2 separate regions of the Mus musculus genome follow, and region 2 is linked to region 1. Evidence: chromatin contacts called from public Micro-C data. All regions are on one chromosome and are shown on one strand. Each heading gives the region's core, a stretch centred on a gene start, on an enhancer-like site or on the middle of the called end of the contact. The rest is flanking DNA. Distances are from core to core; before and after follow the strand shown.

What was found. A called contact is a pair of places that touch in the nucleus more often than the background predicts.
Region 2: a contact with region 1 is called in a Micro-C map of embryonic stem cells, with 2.4 times the contacts expected there. The contact joins the enhancer-like site here to the promoter of Syt9 in region 1. A contact is called at or near these places in 4 of 484 Hi-C or Micro-C datasets (Sertoli cells, cerebellum, cortical neurons and 1 more) and 2 of 115 datasets of contacts at active chromatin or transcription factors (astrocytes and embryonic stem cells).

Annotation. Positions count from the first base shown.
Region 1 is chr7:107,367,353-107,372,267 of GRCm38.p6, forward strand. Syt9 (synaptotagmin IX) reads left to right here and starts at 3,438. Exons shown (of 7, transcript NM_021889.4): 1 at 3,438-3,795. The coding sequence starts at 3,651.
Region 2 is chr7:107,657,980-107,663,312 of GRCm38.p6, forward strand. The region is part of intron 3 of Ppfibp2 (PTPRF interacting protein, binding protein 2 (liprin beta 2)); the gene reads left to right. Among named protein-coding and RNA genes, the nearest start is that of Ppfibp2, 66 kb to the left of the region's middle. Within about 2 kb of position 3,397, at least 36 of the 459 cell types and tissues checked have an H3K27ac peak or open chromatin away from gene starts, as enhancers often do. A contact at or near this core is called in embryonic stem cells, where this site is marked.

The sequences.
Region 1 (4,915 bases), core at 2,188-4,687:
TCAAATTCATGGCCTCTTTGTTTCACTAATTGTTAGAGAATGTATATATGTACATTCCGTGTACGAACACACACACACACATATACACACACATTCACACACACACACACACACACACACACACACACTCCTAAATATAACGTGCTCTCCCCAGGTGAGGGTTACCTCTCCTGCTCCTAGCCTCACTCAGTTGCCTGTTGTTCTTTGTGTAGGGGTGAGGCCTAGTGGGCATTTCCCCATCCAGTTTGGCCTATCTATTGGTGTTATTCTTGTTCAACTTTGAGAGGTCATATTGATGAGATTTTATGACCATAGCTTCTAATGTTGCTAGGAGACGTAATCACACAGCAAACTCCCTGATTCTCTGGCTCTTACAATATTTCCACACTTCTTCTGTAATGTTCCCTGAGGTTAGGTGCAGGAATGTTTTGTAGGTGTGTCAGTTGGGCTTGGACTCCACAACTCTATATTGTGCTTGCTTGTGGTTGTCTGGATTTGTTTCTGTCTGTTGCGAACAGAAGTTTCCTTGGTGAGGGGTGAAGACTATACTTATCTGTGGGTATAAGGATAAATGTTTAGAGATTGTTTTCAGGGATCATGTTGGTTTAGTACCTTAGTAACTGTGGAGTCTCCTCTACTAAGCATGACTTCCCTAGCACTGAGTAGTTAGCTAGGTTTCTAGTACTAGGCATGGCACAGTACTCCTGCTGAGTGGGTGTTAAGTTCAAGTAGAGAGCAGTTTGTTTCAACTTGATTAAAGGTGAACAACTTGAATGAAAACCTGTCAAAAAATTCTGAGACTCATTAAAACAAGTTCAATGCAAAAACATTTTTTTTGTTTCCTGATAGCAGCCCAAGCTGGCCTCAAACTTCTGATCCTCTGGCTTTTACTTCCTATGGGCAGTGATTACAGGCATGCAGCAGGATGCTTAGCTCTAAGGACATACCTGAGATTCCCCTCTACCTTTAAACTCTAAACCTGACGGTTGTCAATCACTTCTATCAAAGTCCTCCTTGGACTTCTGTACATTGCCTTCTAATTCTTCTAATTGCTACTTTTCATCCTCTTGTTGAGTTATCTTTAAAGGCTGGAGTTATCTCCTAGCCACCTCTCCTGGGAGTAACCTTCCATGTGGCAACTCACTTTCTCTTTCCCATTAATGACCACAGACCCCTGTCATGCAGCTCTAGGCTAACATCTATGTGCCACTAGAGACCCACATATGTCCCAGGTATGCTTTTGAATCTGGGGAGATTTCAGAGGGTTTTTTATGTTGTGGTTTGTTTTTCTGTTTTATTTTAGGGTGCAAATTGTTTTTCATGTTTTATATTTTGAGTCTTACTGTGTATCTCTGGCTAGCTTGAAACTTGCTATGAAGACCTGGCTGGCTTTGAACTTGAATGAATTCTTCTGCCTCTACTTTTCTGAGGACTGAGATTACAAGTTTGGGCTACCAAACCCAGCACCCCTCTTCACATGTTGCTACTTTTCTTTCTTTCAGATTCTATCCATTACAGTCTTCCTAATATTTAAAATGCCTTTCAAATTTGACTGTTTCCCAAGTCAGCATTTGCTTCTGTCTGGTCTAGGCTATCACCAGATTTTAATCTCTTCCAGTTATTACTAACGGAATTCACAGCTTTCAGCTTTCTGACATCATCTCATAAGAGTTACACTGCTATTGGTTTGAACAAGCACTTCCCCTCTTCATACACCATCCTTCTCTGCGTCATGGCCATTGGTGGTCCCCCCTCCACCCTCCCCCCCTTTGGAAGAGCACCTGCTCAGTCTCCTGGACTGGCTCGTTCTCAGCTGGTTCCCTCCTTCACAGTGTGCTGTGTTTGTCTTAGGTGTTTTTGTTTGTTTGTTTGAGGCATGTGTTGCCCAGACTACTTCAGAATGTAGCCAAGGATGACCTTGAACCTCAGAGCACTCGGATTGCAGGCTTATGCCACTATACTGGGTTTGTTTGTTTCTAGATGAAATCCAGAGCCTTGAGTATGGTAGATAAGCAACTCTTCCAATTAATCTGCACCCCAGCCCTGGGCCTTAGTTTTAAAGGAAAAAGTTTAGGAAGTGGGGAAAAAAAAAAAAAACCAAACAAACTAAAAATAGAAACCCAAAATAGACTCTACGTGCCTTTCCACAGCTATCTGGATTTACCTTTATAACTACAGCTGCCCATTCTCTATTACTCTAATATAAACTCCACCAAACCCAGCACTGCTCACCACACAACTTCAAGTTTTGTCTGTTGAGCAAATATTCCTTATTTGCAATATGATTCTTAGACAGCACATCCTTATGGGTAAGAGTCCTAGCTAATTGTTCTAGAATGAAGTTTGACATTAGGATTACATAAATATGTAAGAGAATCAGGGAGAAAGAAAAAGAGGAGCGGGTGGATGAGAGGCAGGGAGAGAGAGGGTGGGGGAGAAGTCTCTTATGAACTTAGGCAAGTACCACCTCTCTTGAGTCTGTTGTTTTAGTGGCAGCGTGGAGATCACACACACACACACACACACACACACACACACACACACACACACACGTTTAAGGCTCTCTATCTAGAGAATTAAATGAAACTATACAAAAGGCTGTGGCACAGTGCCTTGGGCACACAAACAAGCTAAATAATTTGTGGTTATTTCTGGGCTGAGTGCCTAAAAAAATGAAGAGATGGGTAGATGAGAGGTGACTGAGGTCTTTCCAAACATCCACAAATTCTGGATCCTCTGTCTCCTGTGCCAGGGAAATGCTGGCAACCTTCGCATTTCCAATCAGCTTCTTAGAAAACCAATCAGGACCTGCAAAGCTCCAGGTGAGCCTCAGCGTCTTTCCGGAGGGCCATACATCTGTCCTCATTTCTTATCTGAGCCTCCACCTTCTCCAAATCACCATCACGCTGTGCATCCATTCTTTGTTGGAAAATCTTGGCTCTAAACCCCGCATTTGGGCGCGTGACACCCCTGGGCCCGCGGTTTCTGCTCAGACCGCGCTTTCCAAGTTTAAAGAAGGTACTGAGATCTCGGCAGGTGTAGTCTACCCTCCAGCCTTCGCTCCATACAACCGAGAACGTGCTTTGGACCCACGCGTGGCTCCAGAGCCCTGAGGGATGCTAGGTTTGCATCTGGGCGGAGAAATGGGGTGCCAAGAGCGTCTAGCACGCGCACCAGCTCGTACTTCCTGATCCTGGGCGCGGCCGCTCACAGCGCAGGGTCCGGAGCGGAATCAGGCGCTTCTCCTGCAGTGGGCGAGCGCCCCCGTCCCGGGTCCCTACCTGGCGCGCCTGCTCTGCGGCGGCCGCGGCAAACCCCCGCCCGCGGCGCGCACCCCTGACCCGGCCCCGCCCCCGGCGGCCGCGAGTAGCGGGCGGAGCGCGGAGAGGCGCGCTGGGCTGTGCGGCGCCGCCTCCCCTCCGCGCCGAGGGAGGGACGAGGGGCCGCGCGGGAGACGGAGAAAGCCCGAGCGAGCGGCTCTCCGAGAGCTGCATGCAACCGGTGGGAGGCCGACCCGGCTGGCGCTGCGGCTCGGGTGGGGAGCGCGGACCGGCCGGTGGCGGCGGCGGCGGCGGCAGCTCTGAGCTGGCAGGCGGAGGGCTTTCTCCCGCGCCCGCCTGCCCGGCGCGGTCCGAGGATGCGGGGGGGCGATGCCCGGGGCCAGGGACGCGCTCTGTCACCAGGCGCTGCAGCTGCTGGCCGAGCTCTGTGCCCGAGGGGCCCTGGAGCACGACAGCTGCCAAGATTTCATCTACCACCTGCGGGACCGTGCCAGACCCCGGCTCCGCGACCCAGGTAAGCGCGGCCGCCGCCGCTGGCGGGCGCGACTCGAGGGCCCTGAAATGGGGACTTGGGGACCTAGCCAGGGCCTGAGGCAGGAGAGCGACGCAGACTGGAGGAGGGCAATGGGTGACCATTGAGCCCAAGTAGGTCTCCACAACCAGCGCACCACGGCCTGATGCTGGAACCCGGCGAACTCGGGCGGAGGCTGCCGCGCGGAGGCCGAGCCAGGGTGGGCTGGGGCAGGCTTGGAGGAACCACGCCCGCCACCTGCGCTGGGCTCCTGGGGGCGGCTCCTGAGCTCGGGGCTGCGCCCGCCACTTCACTCGCGAGCGCCCGGGAGCCAGGCGAGGCCACGGAGGCCTCGGAGCTGGGAGTGGGATCTGAGAGCCAAGGAAACTCTGTGAAGTTGGGAGTTTGGCACAGCCGGGCTGATTTCCACCCGAAGCTGCTCAACCTGAGTGCCCAGTTTCCCCCCAGGCTCTACTGTGGAAAGGACCAGACAAGATCTTGTCTGGGGCCGGGCCCCAGAGTCACACGACTAGAGCGGCTGGGCCTGAACCCTCTCCTTTCATGTCTCAAGGTGCTTAGGCAATGAGGCCTTGGCTCCCAGTTTGTCTCGCAGTGATAGCTTGGCACACTAGAGTGGTGGGCTTGCTGCAGCTGGCAGTTGTCCTAGTGAAAGTTGTGAGGCTCCTAACTTTGTAAAGTTCGCTTACTTTGGCATCTGACCAATTAAGGTCAGAGGAAGGTGTTTTATTTGAGCAGTTTGCAAGTCCTACTGTTTTCTTACTCATCATTGGGCACTGGAAAGATGCATTCATTCCTTTTGGATATTTCCTGAGCATCTTCTAGGCTGGAGGACTCATAATCTCGAATATTTTTCCAGTCTAAGTGTTTTAAATGTTAAAAGGCAAATCATGGTTAGACTGTTAAAAGAGGGATGAAAGAATGGCCTTTGCCTTGATGTTCCTGTGTGCAGACATTGGCAATAAGCAATTGCTGTGCAAACAAGTAAATGTGAGCATTTCTCATTTCAAGCCAGTTCATTCTATAAAAATACATTTACAAAGGATAAAGAGTGACTTGACTTTTAACTAGGAACGAGCCCATTTAAACAACCTACCTTTAATAG
Region 2 (5,333 bases), core at 2,147-4,646, 290 kb after region 1:
CAACTTTGGGTGTTGGTTTTCACCTTCTGCCTTGTTTCTAAGACAGTGTCTTTCTTGTTTTTCACTGGCTGATACCCTAGGAACTCCCAGCCAATGAAACAAGGGATTCTTCTGCCGACCCCCCCCCCCCATCTCACCATAGACATGCTGTGATTACAGTTGCATCCCACATCTAGCTTTTACAGGGGTTCTGATGATCTGAACTCAGGTCCTCAGTCTTGCACACACAGAAAGTGCTTTCCCTCACTGAGCTGTCTCCCTGGTCCAAACATAAAGCTTTTCAGCAGAGCTGTGGATTAGCTAGCCTTGTGTTATGGTGTTACATGACCCCTGCTAAGAATCACCAAGTGCTGGCCAGAGAGGATGGGCTGTGCCATGCATGAGAAGTTTGCTCTCCTGCTGCTGGTGTTGTCCAGCGATGCTAGTGTCAGACACCATAGGGTCCCTAACATAAAGTGCTTGGTAGAGATGTAGCTTTGGGTGTGGGGGCATGGCTGCTGATTAGAAGAGGACAAATTGACTAGTACTGGGCCTGCCTTTTCTTTATGTCTTAGAGGAGAGGGCACTCCTGGACCTGCCGAATCAGAGTTGATAGCTGGGTATATCTGAGCACAGGGCTTGTTCCTGCAGGGCTGAAACACTGCTATAGAAATATAGCCTGCAAGAATCTTGGTCATATTCTGCCAGGATGCCTCAAAGAGCAACAGACCTAGCCACAATAAATCACTGCTGAGCCATAAGTTTCTAGAGCTCTGTGTTTTAGACCCTTGCCCTGCCCCTTGGCAATGTGTGGGATGAGAAGTGGGCTCTAGGCTTAGAAGGGCATATGTAGGGCTCTCTAATCCGGGGCCAGTGAAACAAGGAACAAGAGGTTGGGATTTCCTTGGTGTCTATATCTGAATTCTGGGCCTACTCATGGAGAGTGGATTGACAAGGCCTTTGTACAATTTCTTGGAGTCCAAGGCATGCTGAGGCTGCCTGCAAAGGGGATTCAAGGAGGTGCTTCAGTTCTATCCTGTAGGCAGCAGAAAAGTTACCTTCAGGAGATAGGACTTTTGTCCTTTATGTTTGGTGGACAGCGAGAAGCAGGGGTAGGTGCTCACAGACGATGCAGCCGGAACCCCTGAAAGTCTGGAGCAGTCTGTCTTGTGATCGAATTTGAGTTGGTTTCCAGATAGGGCAGCTTCCTTTTCTTTGTGCTGTGCTGATGTACAAGTTGATGCTGTTCAGAGGGTAGAGATATAAGAGCTTCACACCAGACAGTTCTGAAGCCAAGAAGAGAGGTGTTTCTTAGAGGCCTGATAGGTAGCACAGGCAAGAAAGGCTTGGTGCCACTAGATATGCTTCTGAGACTTCTGGCTGCACCTCAAGAGGGCTTTCATGTGGTCTGCAAGGGGCGTGTCTACTTTTCCATACCTGCTTGGTTGGCTGGGTAGTTTTCTTGATGTGGTCAGCTTGGCTGTGTGTGGAGCCTTCTAAAGAGATTAGCCATCCAGAGTGGCATGTTCGACTAGGGGGAAGAGGCACGTTTGCTAGTGTAGAGCTGATGTGAGCCCCAGAGCCAGCAGTCTCCAGATGGAGCAGCTCTGGTTGTTCCTCTAACATTCTGTATACACCCCTCTTCTGCCAGCAGCTGGTATAGCCTTTGGATACTATGGCTATGGGCCAAAGAGATCCTTGGTGAAAGTTCAAGATGGAGTCAGAGAGGGAGCAGGGGAGCCCCCGGCAACAGCAAAGCGAGGGCAAGTCAAGGCAGGATTGTAGGATGTGAGCCAGTGGTTGGCAGAGATGCTTGCTCCAAGAGGCTGCTGTTCTCTTTGGAACTGGAGCACATGCGCATCCCCAACCTCCACCCCAGGAGCCCACGCTTTCCTTTGTAATACAGCAGGTGTCCAGGTCAGTTAGCCTAGGACCGGGAAAGCAAGCTGAACCTAGGCAAGGTGGGGTTAGGAGGTAGAAGGACTTTAAAAGGCCAATGCTTGGTCCTCTTCTGTACCCTGAGACTCAGTTTCCTACTGGAAGTGATATCAGTTTAGTTTTGGTATCTACAAGATCTGGCCTAGCTAGCTTGGCTCCTCTTCTCTCCCCCTTCTCTCCCCTCCCTCCTCTCTCTTTCCCTTTCCCTCTCCCTTCCCTTCCCTTTCTGCATGCATGCATGCTTGTATATATGTATTATGGAAAAGGGTTTCATATTCAGGCTAGACCTTCACCTCACCGCACAGCTATAAATTAGCTCAAAGTTTTGATCTTCACGCTTCTACCTCTTTAGTGCTAGGGCTTTAGGCCCATGTCACCATTCCAGGGTTATGTGGTGGTGGGTATGGTAGGTTTTGTGTATGCCAAACACTTTACTAGCTGAGCTGTGTTTCCAGCCTCGTGGATAAGTATTTTGTCCAGTGTTTTATTTTTACTCTGTGGACGGGGGTAACAGGCCTCCCTTAAAATAACAGCCTTGGTCTTAGTCCACACTTCTTAGTTTTCAAAGTGGAAACAGTTTAGGGAGTTTCAACTGAGGCCTGCATCTTAAGAACTGTGCAAAGACCTGCCTCAGCTGTGCATTCTGGGAGGCCTCACATAGGGTATGTGTGCATCTCTGACATCTTAAGCCCATCAATGCAGGCCCCCTCACATAGCTTTTGAGCTAGTCTTTCAACAAAGAGAAAGGCCTTGGAAGGGGCCTGCTTTTGTCTTGTCACTGATGGTGGCTCCTTCCATTGCAGTTCTTCAGACAAAGCTTTTCTCTTCGCCACATTCACTTTGCAGTTCTTCACTTGGCCAAAGAAGCAAATCTGTTTTCCATATTGGAAAGCTGGAGGTGGTTCAGGAGAGGTAGGAGAGAAAGCGGCCTCACTGGCTGTAAAACATGTGAGCTTGGGTTTCTCTAGCCATGGGATTCATTTCTCTGTCACCGGTCTCCAGCAGGACCAAAATACAGGTCTGGGTATGTTTATACTGAACATTTTTACATTGTTTTGTTTTGTACATTGTACAAAACTGCAGGCTGGAGATTTGTAGGGAAACCTTTCCTCTGGGTTTAAAAAAAAGAGAAGATTGGGATGCCCTTCAGTGGATTATAGCTTCATAGTAGTGTGCATGCTTAGAATGTAGGTGGTCTTGGGCTTGATTGTCAGTGTATACACACACACACACACACACACACACACAAATACACACACAAATATGCATACACATATGGGTAGGAGGATATTTAGTTTTGTAGAACAAAAAAGGTGCAGCTAATGTGAGCTAATTTCCGGTCTGTGTTTCATACCTCTCCAATGGCAGGTGTAGTGTGCGGTTCAGTGAGCTCTCAGACATAAGTAGGGATCGGTGTCCTCCCACCCCAATCGCTGGGCAGGGCCTAGTGGACAGTGTGCAGTGGTGATACTTTAATTCACGTGCAGTACTTTGAGAAGCCAGTAGGTGGCAGGCAGTGACAAAAGCTGGAATGTCTGAAGGCCAAGGACTAGGAATCAGGTAGTAGATTTTATAAGAGAAAATAGTTTGAATTTTTTTTTTTCTTCCTCCTGTGAGGTTGCTGAGCAGTGCATCTGGGTCTGTCAAAAACAAGAGTTCTTTCTCATTTTCTTTAGGAAACAGAGGACAAATAGCTGGCAGAGCAGGGTCCATTGTGGAGCTGGGAAGGAGAGACGGGCTGCTGAGGCCTGAGCTTTGGAGCATACATTTGACCTTTCCTTTGTTCCACCTCTCCAGGCTCCTTGACCTTTTTGCTATGGCCCAGGAGGAAGGTTCTTCACATTCCAGGAGGCGTTTCCTGGGCCACATGGTGTCTGTCTCGTGCCTTGGGGGCTTATGTACACAGTTTTTCTGGCATCACAGATAACATTGAGGGACTCTCAGTTACTGCAGATTTAATGGTATTACTTTTTTTTCCCTTGTTTTTTTTTTTTTTTTTTTCCCCCTGCCTCCCTAACTAAGCAAGTAAATTCTGGCAATCTGGATCCTTTCAGGACCTGACCAGAGAGACTATTCCAGCCCGCAGGAACCAGTGTTTATAAATGGCCAAGAATGTGCAAACACTGGTGAAACGGCAAATAAATCTTTCCCTCTGAATTTCCTGCTTCAGGCCCAGGGGATGTGGTAGGGGGTGTTGCCAGATTACCTTGACTTGGGGTGTAAGCATGTAGACACCCACTTACCCTCAGCCCGCAAACAAGGCCTGTGAGATAGACTAACCCCGAGCCTTCTGCCCCTTCAGCACTGCTGCGGCCAGCCACAGGATGCCTTCTCTCAGTTCTGACTTCTCTGAGAAACTTCTGGAAGTGGGTTTCTTATTTTGTACTACTTCAGGTGTGGTCCTGGGACCAGCCATGTAAGTGTCTCCCTGGAAACTTCTTAGCAACGTGCAATTAAATCCAGGCTCCATTTCTACCCCGCTGGTCCAACTTGGCATTTTCCCTACAAGCCCCTCCAACCCAGGCAACTCATTATAGATGGGGAAGCTTGGTGCTATCCCAGAGGCTGGTGAGCCTGTATTTGGCCTATTGCCTGTTTATTATGCCCTTGGATCAGCTAAGAATGATTTTCGCATTTTAAAAACTGATCAAAACCCGCAAGACTATTTTATGACGTGGAATGATAAAAACATCAATTTTCTGCATTTATAAATGAGGTTTAAGGGAAGCTCAGTCACAGGTTAGTTAGCATTGTCTGTAACTACTTTCATGCTACAGATAGCAGTCAAGTGTGATAGAATTTGTCTCTTGTCCTGACGCCTCCTGCATCCCCCTGAAGGAGCATTCCCAAGCTCAGGCCAGATGAAGCCAGGCTGCTTCTCTTAAGGGGTGTGTGTGTGTGTGTGTGTGTGTGTGTGTGTGTTTGTGTGTGTGTGTATTGTGAATATTATGAATGCACTTGTGGGCTTATCTGATTTATTTGACCAGGATGACCTTTGAGGTGGGTGTGGGGTAACTGGGTTCACCTGCAGTTCTGTAGGGAGCTCTGGCTGAGCCCCTGGGGATGTCCGAGTTGTAGATACCTAAAGTCCCTGTTCAACCATCTCACTTTTCCCCAGCCCAGTCCTTCCTGCCAGCCTCCTGTGCATGCTCTGCTCCAGGTCCTTTGGAGTGTGAGTTTCGTGGACTCGGGGGTTGAAATGAAAGAAGTAAAACATGCTGAAACAGTTAGATTCAGGCAAGAGCTGCTGGTTTTGGACATATCAAAGTGCCAGGGGTTTTGCTGAGCTCCCCCGCTTTCTCCCTCTTCTTTCCTCTCCACCTTCCCCTAGTCCATCAGACACCAGTTGAGTTACTAGGCAAAGAGGCGATTACACCCTTATTGTTTTCTAAGTAGAATATTAGTTTTTGCTAAGC